Regions from separate parts of the Sus scrofa genome. Here all the other regions are linked to region 1. The links are chromatin contacts, called in public HiChIP or PLAC-seq maps. All regions are on one chromosome and are shown on one strand. Each heading gives the region's core, a stretch centred on a gene start, on an enhancer-like site or on the middle of the called end of the contact. The rest is flanking DNA. Distances are from core to core; before and after follow the strand shown. Region 1 overlaps JAK1 (Janus kinase 1). Region 2 has its middle 29 kb from the start of MIR101-2. Region 3 has its middle 47 kb from the start of JAK1.

What was found. HiChIP or PLAC-seq counts read pairs in DNA pulled down with a chosen protein or histone mark.
Region 2: an H3K27ac HiChIP or PLAC-seq map of alveolar macrophages shows a contact between it and region 1. The contact joins two enhancer-like sites. A contact is called at or near these places in 1 of 47 Hi-C or Micro-C datasets (epiblast stem cells) and 1 of 2 datasets of contacts at active chromatin or transcription factors (alveolar macrophages).
Region 3: an H3K27ac HiChIP or PLAC-seq map of alveolar macrophages shows a contact between it and region 1. The contact joins two enhancer-like sites. A contact is called at or near these places in 2 of 2 datasets of contacts at active chromatin or transcription factors (alveolar macrophages and skeletal muscle).

Annotation. Positions count from the first base shown.
Region 1 is chr6:147,548,749-147,551,897 of Sscrofa11.1, reverse strand. It overlaps JAK1 (Janus kinase 1), which reads right to left. Exons shown (of 25, transcript NM_214114.1): 12 at 2,562-2,668. Among named protein-coding and RNA genes, the nearest start is that of JAK1, 120 kb to the right of the region's middle. Within about 2 kb of position 1,452, at least 22 of the 83 cell types and tissues checked have an H3K27ac peak or open chromatin away from gene starts, as enhancers often do. A contact at or near this core is called in alveolar macrophages, where this site is marked.
Region 2 is chr6:147,358,745-147,361,893 of Sscrofa11.1, reverse strand. It overlaps a transcript of JAK1 not described here. Among named protein-coding and RNA genes, the nearest start is that of MIR101-2, 29 kb to the right of the region's middle. Within about 2 kb of position 1,468, at least 1 of the 83 cell types and tissues checked has an H3K27ac peak or open chromatin away from gene starts, as enhancers often do. A contact at or near this core is called in alveolar macrophages, where this site is marked.
Region 3 is chr6:147,380,931-147,384,079 of Sscrofa11.1, reverse strand. It overlaps a transcript of JAK1 not described here. Among named protein-coding and RNA genes, the nearest start is that of JAK1, 47 kb to the left of the region's middle. Within about 2 kb of position 1,454, at least 10 of the 83 cell types and tissues checked have an H3K27ac peak or open chromatin away from gene starts, as enhancers often do. A contact at or near this core is called in alveolar macrophages, where this site is marked.

The DNA of each region.
Region 1 (3,149 bases), core at 203-2,702:
AAAGGGCCCCAACAGCTCACGCCGCTCCAGTGCCTGGTCTTGTCGGGCCTCCAGATGAAACAAAAAGCTACTTGGCCAAACGCAGCTGTGGCACCGTGCCAGGCCCCAGGAGACGGTCTCATAGTCTCTAAACGGCAACCTGCTTGCTACCTCGAGGAACGGCCTGGGGCCAAACATGATCCTGACCCTTCACCAAACCTCAACCTTCAGTATCAGCCTCACCCTAGGCCTCCAGAGGAGACTCAGCGAGGAGCCCACAGAAGGCTCCCCCTCACACAGGCTGGGGTACAAAGACAGCCGGCTCGTGAGGGCCAGCACTGCTGCTTGCTCTGGCCTTTTAACCTGGAGACCTTCTCTCATCCCACTCGGTCTGCGCCCACTTTCTGAAAATGGGTTAACAATGTACCGGCCTCAGAGGACTGCTGTAAGAGTCAAAGGAGGAACCAGGCAGAAAAGCTCCTGGGACCAATCCAGGCACACAGCGTTTGGTAAAAGCCAATCTGTTTTGTCTGGGCACCCTCTCCTACCCAACTATTCATTTTCCACCCATCTCTCGGATGCATGGATGCAGGAGTGCACGGTTTAAACCTAGGGAAGCTATTTACACATGCATTTGCCCGAGCGAGCCCACAGGGGAAGGTGATGTGGAGACAGGCAGAGACTGGAGGGCGAGGCCTCCGTTTCCCCACATATGAAAAACGATAATAAAACCAAATGAGCAGTATGAGGACAAGGGAGATCATCTGCTTGAGGCCCTGAACGTTTCCTGATCCGTCTCTAAGGCCCTTCCAGCTTAAGCTTTAATAATTCTGATTTAAACAACTCTCAATGTTTGGAAATCAAAATGCGATTCATGAAACTGAGGCATGGTCAAGCTGTTGACATTAACGCATGTCAACTTACAAATTGGAGTTCTACTATTCTATTATCCCAGGACCCCCTACAAATGCAGAAAAATGCATTGTGGCTGCCTCCGCAGGCTGATTCCTGTCCCCTGCAGGAATGTACACAATTATTAATCAGGGCTATTAATGTGCACAAACACCACCATGTGTCATCTGTCACAGCAGAAACTGGTGAGACATCCACCCTGCCTACTGTATCCTGGCAAAGTCTTATAACTATTCATTAAAGCTGCATCTGTCATGAAGCGATTCGTCAAGGTTATGGGACGTTGTGTTCCCAGAACATCATGTAAAAGTCATATGCTTTCAGAATAATGACTCGTCCCCCAAAGGGTGGCTTGATCCAGGGGCCAAGTCATGGCATCAGGCTGTTAGAATTCCACGGCAACCCAGAGGCCCCCGCATGTCCCACTTCGGCCTAGCTCCACGCATCTGCCTGCGCCCGTGCTGGTTCACCCACTGGGACTCTGCTTTGAGGCCACTCCCCCCAGGAAGCCACCTCTGTCCTCCCAAGGCTAAACCGGCTCTGACAGGCCCACATCCTGCCCTACTTCCTCCTTAGGACGCATCTCTTGGTTACGTAAGACAGACGAGAGCCGGCCAGGACTGGCAGTCGTGCCTGGCACGGGGAAGTGCTCAATCACGTTGGCCCATGAACACGGGGAGCGCAGAGGATGGTGATCCACCCCGACGCTCGAGAGGAGGAACAGAGGAAGACCCTAAGCACACGGCAAGTTGCAGGCAGAAAAGAGGCTGGGGTACGGCCCACCCGGCGATTTTCCTCTCCAGATACAGCTCCGACACCCCCGAGGGATGGGACCGGAAGATGGGCCTCAGAGAAGCATTTACAGAAGCGAAGTGAGCCGTGGACTCACGCTCCCTCAGAGCTCTCCAACAACTTCAGGGACCAACTACAAAAAGTAAACCAACCAGCCTGATGCCTGCCACCTTCCCCCAAGCTCCTTGAGGCCGGTGAGCCCACGATTCACCTCGCCCCCACGTGGTTCTGTGGAAGGGGGCGCAGAGTGGAAAGTGGGGCTTCCCTGGGCCTCACGCCCTGGCCAAGGCCCGAGGCAGCTCCAAGGGAAATGGGACCTGCCTCAGGCTGCACATTCTGGGCCAAAGCCTCCCAAGGCTGGGACAATGATCTGCAGGATGTGTGTCTCGAGACGCTTCTCCAGAAGGTCTAAAGCATACAACAACTGCTCCCTCACTGTGCTCTGTGTGCTCCCAGCTGTGCACGTCAGCAGAAAGCCCAGGACGGAAATTCAGAAGTGCTTTTCACACAGTACATTTTGGGGCACTGAGGGTCGAAAGCCCACACTCCCCTGTGGAGACCTGTCAGCATTCCCAGCAAGTCCTCCAACTTCTACCTGCAGAAGACCTGGAATAGCGGCCCCTCTAACCCGAGGTGTCCCACAAAGCTCGGAGTCCAGCTCCTTCACGGAGGGAGTTTCTAGGGTGTGTCAGCAAGGCCAGGCTGGACAGCAGGGCACTGGCTGACCGGCTTTACCTATGAAAGGGAGGACTTCTTGCTCCCTTCCCACCAGGATCTTCCCAAACCCGCCTTCCCCCTCCCCACATCCCCCAGGCTGCTCTGCTGGGTGTGGGGAGGCAAAACCAGGGCTGGACCCAGGAACTGCAGAGACGACTCACTTGCATAATGTCATTCTTAAGGATCCGATCGAAACTCAGCTGGCTCATGGTGTAGACGGGCTGCCACTCCTGGGCTTTCTTGGTGGCCACCAGCAAATTGGAGATTTCTGTGGAAGAGAGTGGAGAAGTCTGAGCAGAAGAGCAAAGGTCTAAGGTCGCAGTCCCCTGTGGGGCTTGCTGAATACGTACCTGGGCATTCAACAAATATTTAATAAGTACTTGACTCCTGCCCTCCAGGCGCTCACAGGCTAATAATGGAGCCAAAATGGATCAAAGAATCAATCAATCAAAGGGAAAACTACAATTTGTGCGGCTACTCCGGGGTTGACACAGTAGGTTATGTCCTGGTAAGAGAAGATGGGGAGGAAATGAATACAAGCTAAGAATGGACACTCCAAGAAGGCAGGGCCTGTGTCTGTCATATTTCCGACTCCTCTTCTACAGCCTGGTACACAGGAGATGCTCAGTAAGTGCTTGGTGAATGTATCAATGAGTAATCAGAGTGTGGACTGAAGGATGAGCGCTAAGGACGGAGAACGCATGTTGGAAGTAATGGTAATGAAAATAGAAGGGTGAAGAAAATACAGG
Region 2 (3,149 bases), core at 219-2,718, 190 kb after region 1:
ATAGTTTTCTTTTTTTCGGCCACACCCACATCATGCAGAAATTCCTGAGCCAGAGATCAAACCCATGCCACAGCAGTAACCAGAGCCACAGCGCTGACACCACCAGATCCTTAACCTGCTGAGGCGCCAGGGAACTGCAAGAGATACTGAAATTCTGATCAGATGGTAGTTGGCTCTGGACTCATCTGATAAAAGCCTGAGGTTTCTGACTTCAAAGCAAGTCAAAGGCTCCTGGGAGTCAGAGTTATAATGGAAGAGGAAACCAGGAGCAGACAAAGAAAGACAGCCTAAAGAAAACTAGAAGAGTTTCCTTGTAGCTCTGAGGGTTAAGGATCTAGCATTGTCACTACTGGGGTGTGGGTTCAGTTCCTGGCTGGGGAACTTTTGCATGCTGCCGGCATGGCCAAAAAGTTTTCAAAATAAAAATACAGAAAACAAGAGGCCAGGGAGGCGAAATGGGTGTCTGGACATCTTTCCAGTTCCTATGTGTGCCTTGAACTTTGCATCTTTGTGATTGTTCCGTATGCTTATCAACGAACCTCTTTTACTTAGGCTGCTCCAGTGAGCTGTGTAATTTGCAACCTAATGAGCTCTAATTATTCTAATAAAGTATTTCAAGAGGGAAAAGAAGCCACGTATGCAAAAATATCTAGAGCATTGCTCCTTATAATAAACACTGGAAAGAATGGAGCCACCGGATAACTAGGGAATAATAAATTATACTATATCCTTTCGACAGAATATTATGGAATCATGAAAATGCATCAACAGAAAAACTGTATATAAAGGGAATAATTACAATAGGGAAATATATCAAAAGCTGTAAGTGCAGGAAAGAGTGGTGTGTGTGTGTGTGTGAGTGTGTGAATGAGTGTGTATATATGTTCTATATTGTTCAAGAATTGCATCACATTTTTGAAAAGCTTGAGGGCTCTTAAAACCCCCTTTCTTAGAACACTTCATAGAATTATCAAGTCTCAGAACTGGAGATACTTTTAGCAGTCATCTAATATAGTATTCCATGTTTTCAGATTCTGAACACCTTTAGTGATGGGTTCTCTGCCCTCCAGCATAGAGGCTGCCCATCTTCTGTTCGAACACCTCTGAGGACAGAAGTGCCAAAGTTTCTCGTCTCTTTGGTTGGCTGATAAGGAAGTTCTCCCTTACGTAATGTCTGCCATTTCTTGCCCTTAGGTCTCATTCTCTCTGTTGGGGTCAAAACTATTGCTTCTGTTTTTCTCCTTGATATTTCCTTTATCACTCACTATAGTAGACGCTGCTCCGAAAGCACAGTCGCTCTGATCACAGCCTCTGCTTCCTCTCACTGGCAAATACTTGGAAATTTCTTCTTGGAGCACTATCGACCCACAAGCTTCTCTCTGGGTAGAACATTGTTACCAACGTCCCAGGGGAACAAAGCAGGCACACATACACAGAGGAGAAAAGGGAAGAGCCCTGGAGGGGAAACATGTGCAAATGCAAAACACAGCAAGAGGGTCATGGGGAAAACAGCCAAAGTGGAGACTGACCTCCTGTCCTCCAGCAGAACTTCTCCCCTTGGTGTCTAGAACAGGTGATGCCACGCCCAAAGCTGGGCCAGGAGTTCCCGTCGTGGCTCAGCAGTTCATGGATCTGATTAGCATCCATGAGGACGCAAGATGGATCCCTGGCCTCGCTCAGTGGGTTAAGGATCCGGCGTTGTGGCAGCTGTGGTGTAGGCCAGCAGCAACAACTCCGATTCAACCCCTAGCCTGGGAATCTCCATATGCCTTGGAAGGGGCCCTAAAAAGCAAAAAAAAAAAAAAGCTGTGCCACATGCCAATATATCAGAGCCCCATGGAGTCAAAATAAATGGGAAAAAACTCTCAAGCTAGTTTGGAAAAAAACTGGTGATTTGAATATATTGACTATTTAACCCCACCCCCACCCCCTTTAAAGCTGTTAGGCAGAATAGCTGCGAGAACACTGGGAATAAGATGCTGACGAAAAGGAATAACCCCTTGCTGTACCTGGCGGAGTCAACATGCTTTTTTTTTTTTTTTTTTTTTTAATGATTTTTATTTTTTTCCCTTACAGCGGTTTACAGTGTTCTGTCAATTTTCTACTGTACAGCAAGGTGACCCAATCACACATACACATATACATTCCTTTTTCTCCCATTATGCTCCATCACAAGTGACCAGACCTAGTTGCCAGTGCTACACAGCAGGATCTCATTGCTAATCTATTCCAAAGGCAATAGTTTGCATCTGTTAACCCCAAATTCCCAGTCCATCCCACTCCCTTCCCTTCCCCCTTGGCAACCACAGATCTGCTCTCCAAGTCCATGATTTTTTCTTTTCTGTGGAAAGGTTCACTTGTGCCATATATTAGATTCCAGATATAAATGATATCATACGGTATTTGTCTTTCTCTTTCTGACTTACTTCACTTAGTATGAGAGTCTCTAGTTCCATCCATGTTGCTGCAAATGGCATTATGGCGTTCTTTTTTATGGCTGAGTAGTATTTCGTTGTGTATACATCCTACATCTTCCTAATCCATTCATCTGTCGATGGACATTTAGGTTCTTTCCATGTCTTGGCTCTTGTGATTAGTGCTGCAATGAACATGTGGGTGCCTGTGTCTTTTTCAAGGAACGTTTTGTCTGGATATATGCCCAAGAGTGGGATTGTTGGGGCATATGGTAGTTCCATGTATAGTTTTCTAAGGTACCTCCATACTGTTTTCCACAGTGGTTGTACCAATTTACATTCCTACCAACAGTGTAGGAGGGTTTCCTTTTCTCCACATCCTCTCCAGCATTTGTTATTTGTGGACTTACTAATGATGGCCATTCTGACCGGTGTGAGGTGGTACCTCATAGTAGTTTTGATTTGCATTTCTCAAATAATCAGTGATGTTGAGCATTTTTTTCATGTAGCTTTTTTTTTTTTTTTTTTTTTGTCTTTTTGCCATTTCTTAGGCCGCTGCCATGGCATATGGAGGTTCCTGGGCTAGGGATCGAATCGGAGCTGTAGCCACCAGCCTACGCCAGAGCCACAGCAACACGGGATCCGAGCCGCGTCTTCGACCTACACCACAGCTCACGGCAACGCCGGATCCTTAACCCACTGAGCAAGGCCTGGGATTGAACCCGCAACCTCATG
Region 3 (3,149 bases), core at 205-2,704, 170 kb after region 1:
CAAGAAATAGCAACAACAACAAAGGACAAAAAGACAAAAAAAAAAAAAAAAAAAAAAAAAGAGTCACTCTTGCTTGTGGTCCCAATTCCAAGTTCTAGGAGGAAAGACGAGGATTAGAGGCTGGTGCCAACTCCTGGTCCAAACAACTGGGGTCAAGGTAGGAAACTAGGAAGCTGCCCCTATGGGACCCACAGACCACTCAGTGGTCACCCACAGCTGTCTGGGCTCAATGAGTGTAGCGGGTCTTAATCAGAAACATATATTCACAGCCTTTGAAGGTTGGAAAGTCCACTTAAATGTTTATGCCTATTATACAGCTGATTATAACAATAAAAAATTGGAAACAATATGGATGCCCATCCATAGAAGAATCGTTAAAGAATTGATGGTATATCTATCCTACATTTACTATCATTATTAAAAAGAATGATGTAAAGCCACTCACATGACAAGATGTATTAAATTATTAACCATAAAAATATGAACAGAAAAAAGCCAGTACCAGATATGTAGGGGCCCATCTATTTTAAAGTATTTTAAAAATACCCAGCTTTTAAATAGAAAAATTTCTGAAAGAACATTCATGAAACTGTTAAAGTGGTTTCCTCTGGGGAAGGAAGTGGGATTGACGAGTGGGCGGGGGTGGAGGTGAAGAGTGATACTCACGTTTTACTGCACTTTGTATGCTTTAAAAAAGTACCAAGGTATCACCACACATTAAATCTTTAAAAAAAAAAAAAAAAAGTTCATTTTCAGGAAGATAGGTGTAAGGATATACACCTATCTCAGAAGTTAGAATAATAATTCCTTTCATTTCTGAGGCAGCTTGCAGTTCACAACCGTGGTAACTAAACCTTGCTATGTTCCAGGCACCTTCTAAGCCTTTTCCAAATGTTAACGCATTTAATCCTCACAAGGACCCAATGAATCAGGTACTGTTACTCTCCCATCTTACAGAGAAGGAAACTGAGGCACAGAGAAGATAACTTAATGACCTGTGGTCACCTGGCCAGTAAGTAGCAGGGCTGGGATGTGAATGTAGGCCTTCTGGCTCTTGACTCTCAGCTCTTGATCGCTTTTGCTCAACTACACTGACCCCAAAGCATTTTCACATGTATAGACTCCTGTGCCCCAAGCACCTATTTTCCCCCATGTCACATGGGAGAAGACGAGGGCCTGTGATGGCCTATTTCAGGTTCATGTATCCACTAGATGCTCAGCTCCATTATACAAGGAAAAAAAAATTTGTTTTGTTGATTTTTGCACCCTGGCCTAGGAAGTGGGCAATAAATGATTTTAATGCTGTGGTGGTTTATAATTTCCACACTGTCTTTGTCACTGCCTTTAAAAGGTGAAGCCTAATTCTTCTTCCCTTGGGTATGAGCTGGACGTAGTGACTCATTTCTAATGATTAGAATAGAGCAAAAGTGGCAGCGTGTGACTTCAGAGACGAAGACTTAATATGCATGATAACTTCCTGCTCTCCCTCTCCCTCTCTCTCTGATTACTCGCTCTGAGGCAACCAGCTGTCATGTCAAGAGGAAAAACCCATGGTGAGAAACAGAGGCCTCTGGCCAACAGCCAGCAAGGAACTGGGCCCTCCAGCTAATATCTATGCGAGTGAACTTGGAAGTGGATCCTCTGCCTCAGTCAAGCCTTCAGATGATTGCAGCTCTCATCTGAGAGAGGTTTGTAATCATCAGGTTTGTAATCTCCTGAAAGGCCCTGAGCCAGAAACACGAAGTTAAGCTGCTTCCAAAATTCAGGACCTATAGAAACTGTAAAATAATAAGTATTCCTTGTTTTAAGCCACTAAACATTGGTGTCATTTATAACATGACCATAGATGATTAACACAAATGCTTTGTATTAAAAAATAGTATCTGTATATATGTGTAACTTGGATATTTATGGAACATATTAATATGCTTTTTTTCTCTTTTGCATTTTCATGAATGTGACCTATTCTGGGATTGGCCTGAAGCATCTATTTGCCTAAGGAATTAATTTTTAAAAGGGCCAAAAATCAGCTTTTGACATCAAAAGTAGTATTTTGATCAAAACAGTTATTTAGAGAAAAACAAACACATGCACGAGAGAGAAGAGATTTTTCCACATTCCTTTTCCTACCATTGACATATCAAGAGTTAAACCGGCAGCCTAGATCATAGAGTTTCTTTTATAGTGTAGGGAAATATGGGGAGTTCTCGTCGTGGTGCAGTGGTTAACGAATCTGACCAGGAACCATGAGGTTGCGGGTTTGGTTCCTGGCCTTGCTTAGTGGGTTAACCATCCGGCGTTGCTGTGAGCTGTGGTGTAGGTTGCAGACGTGGCTCGGATCCCGCGTTGCTGTGGCTCTGGTGTAGGCCGGTGGCTACAGCTCCGATTAGACCCCTGGCCTGGGAACCTCCATATGCCACGGAAGCAGCCCTAGAAAAGGCAAAAAAAGAAAGAAAGAAAGAAAAAGAAAAGAAAAGCAGAAAAGCAGAGAGAGCACCTGTGAGACCTCAGAGGACACGAGTCCAAGAGCCAGTCCACAGCGCAGCTCACCCTGGCCACTTGATTAGAGAAACGGACACCTGAGAATGCTGGATTGAATATAAAGAGTATCAAATACTAAAAAATCATTAAAATAATAAAGCTACATTAAAAGTATCAGAGCACTAATGAGATTGGTAAAAATCTAAGGTTTACGGAGTACTGAAGGGAATTTTTTAATCCAGCCACTGTGAGCATCTATCTTCCTAAAGAGTCAAGTAAAAAAGGAAATTCACCAGTAGATACTGGGAACTCAAAGCCTACATTTTCTACATTAGAAGTTTGGGATTAACATATACACACTACTAGATGTAAAACAGATAACCAACAAAGACCTCTGTAGAGCTCAAGGAACTATATTCAATATTTTGTGCCTCAGTGAACTTACATAAATAATTTTTTAAGGTCAATGAGCATCACATAATGAAAAACAATGAAGCACAGACAAGCCTGGAAATATTCTCAGGATACTGGAAATTATAAAAAGTGACCTGGAGGGAATTCCCATTATGACACAGCGGGTTAAGAACCTGACTACTATCCATGAGGATGTGGGTTTGATCCCTGAGCTCCCTCAGTGGGTTAAGGATTGGGCATTGCTGTGGCTGTGG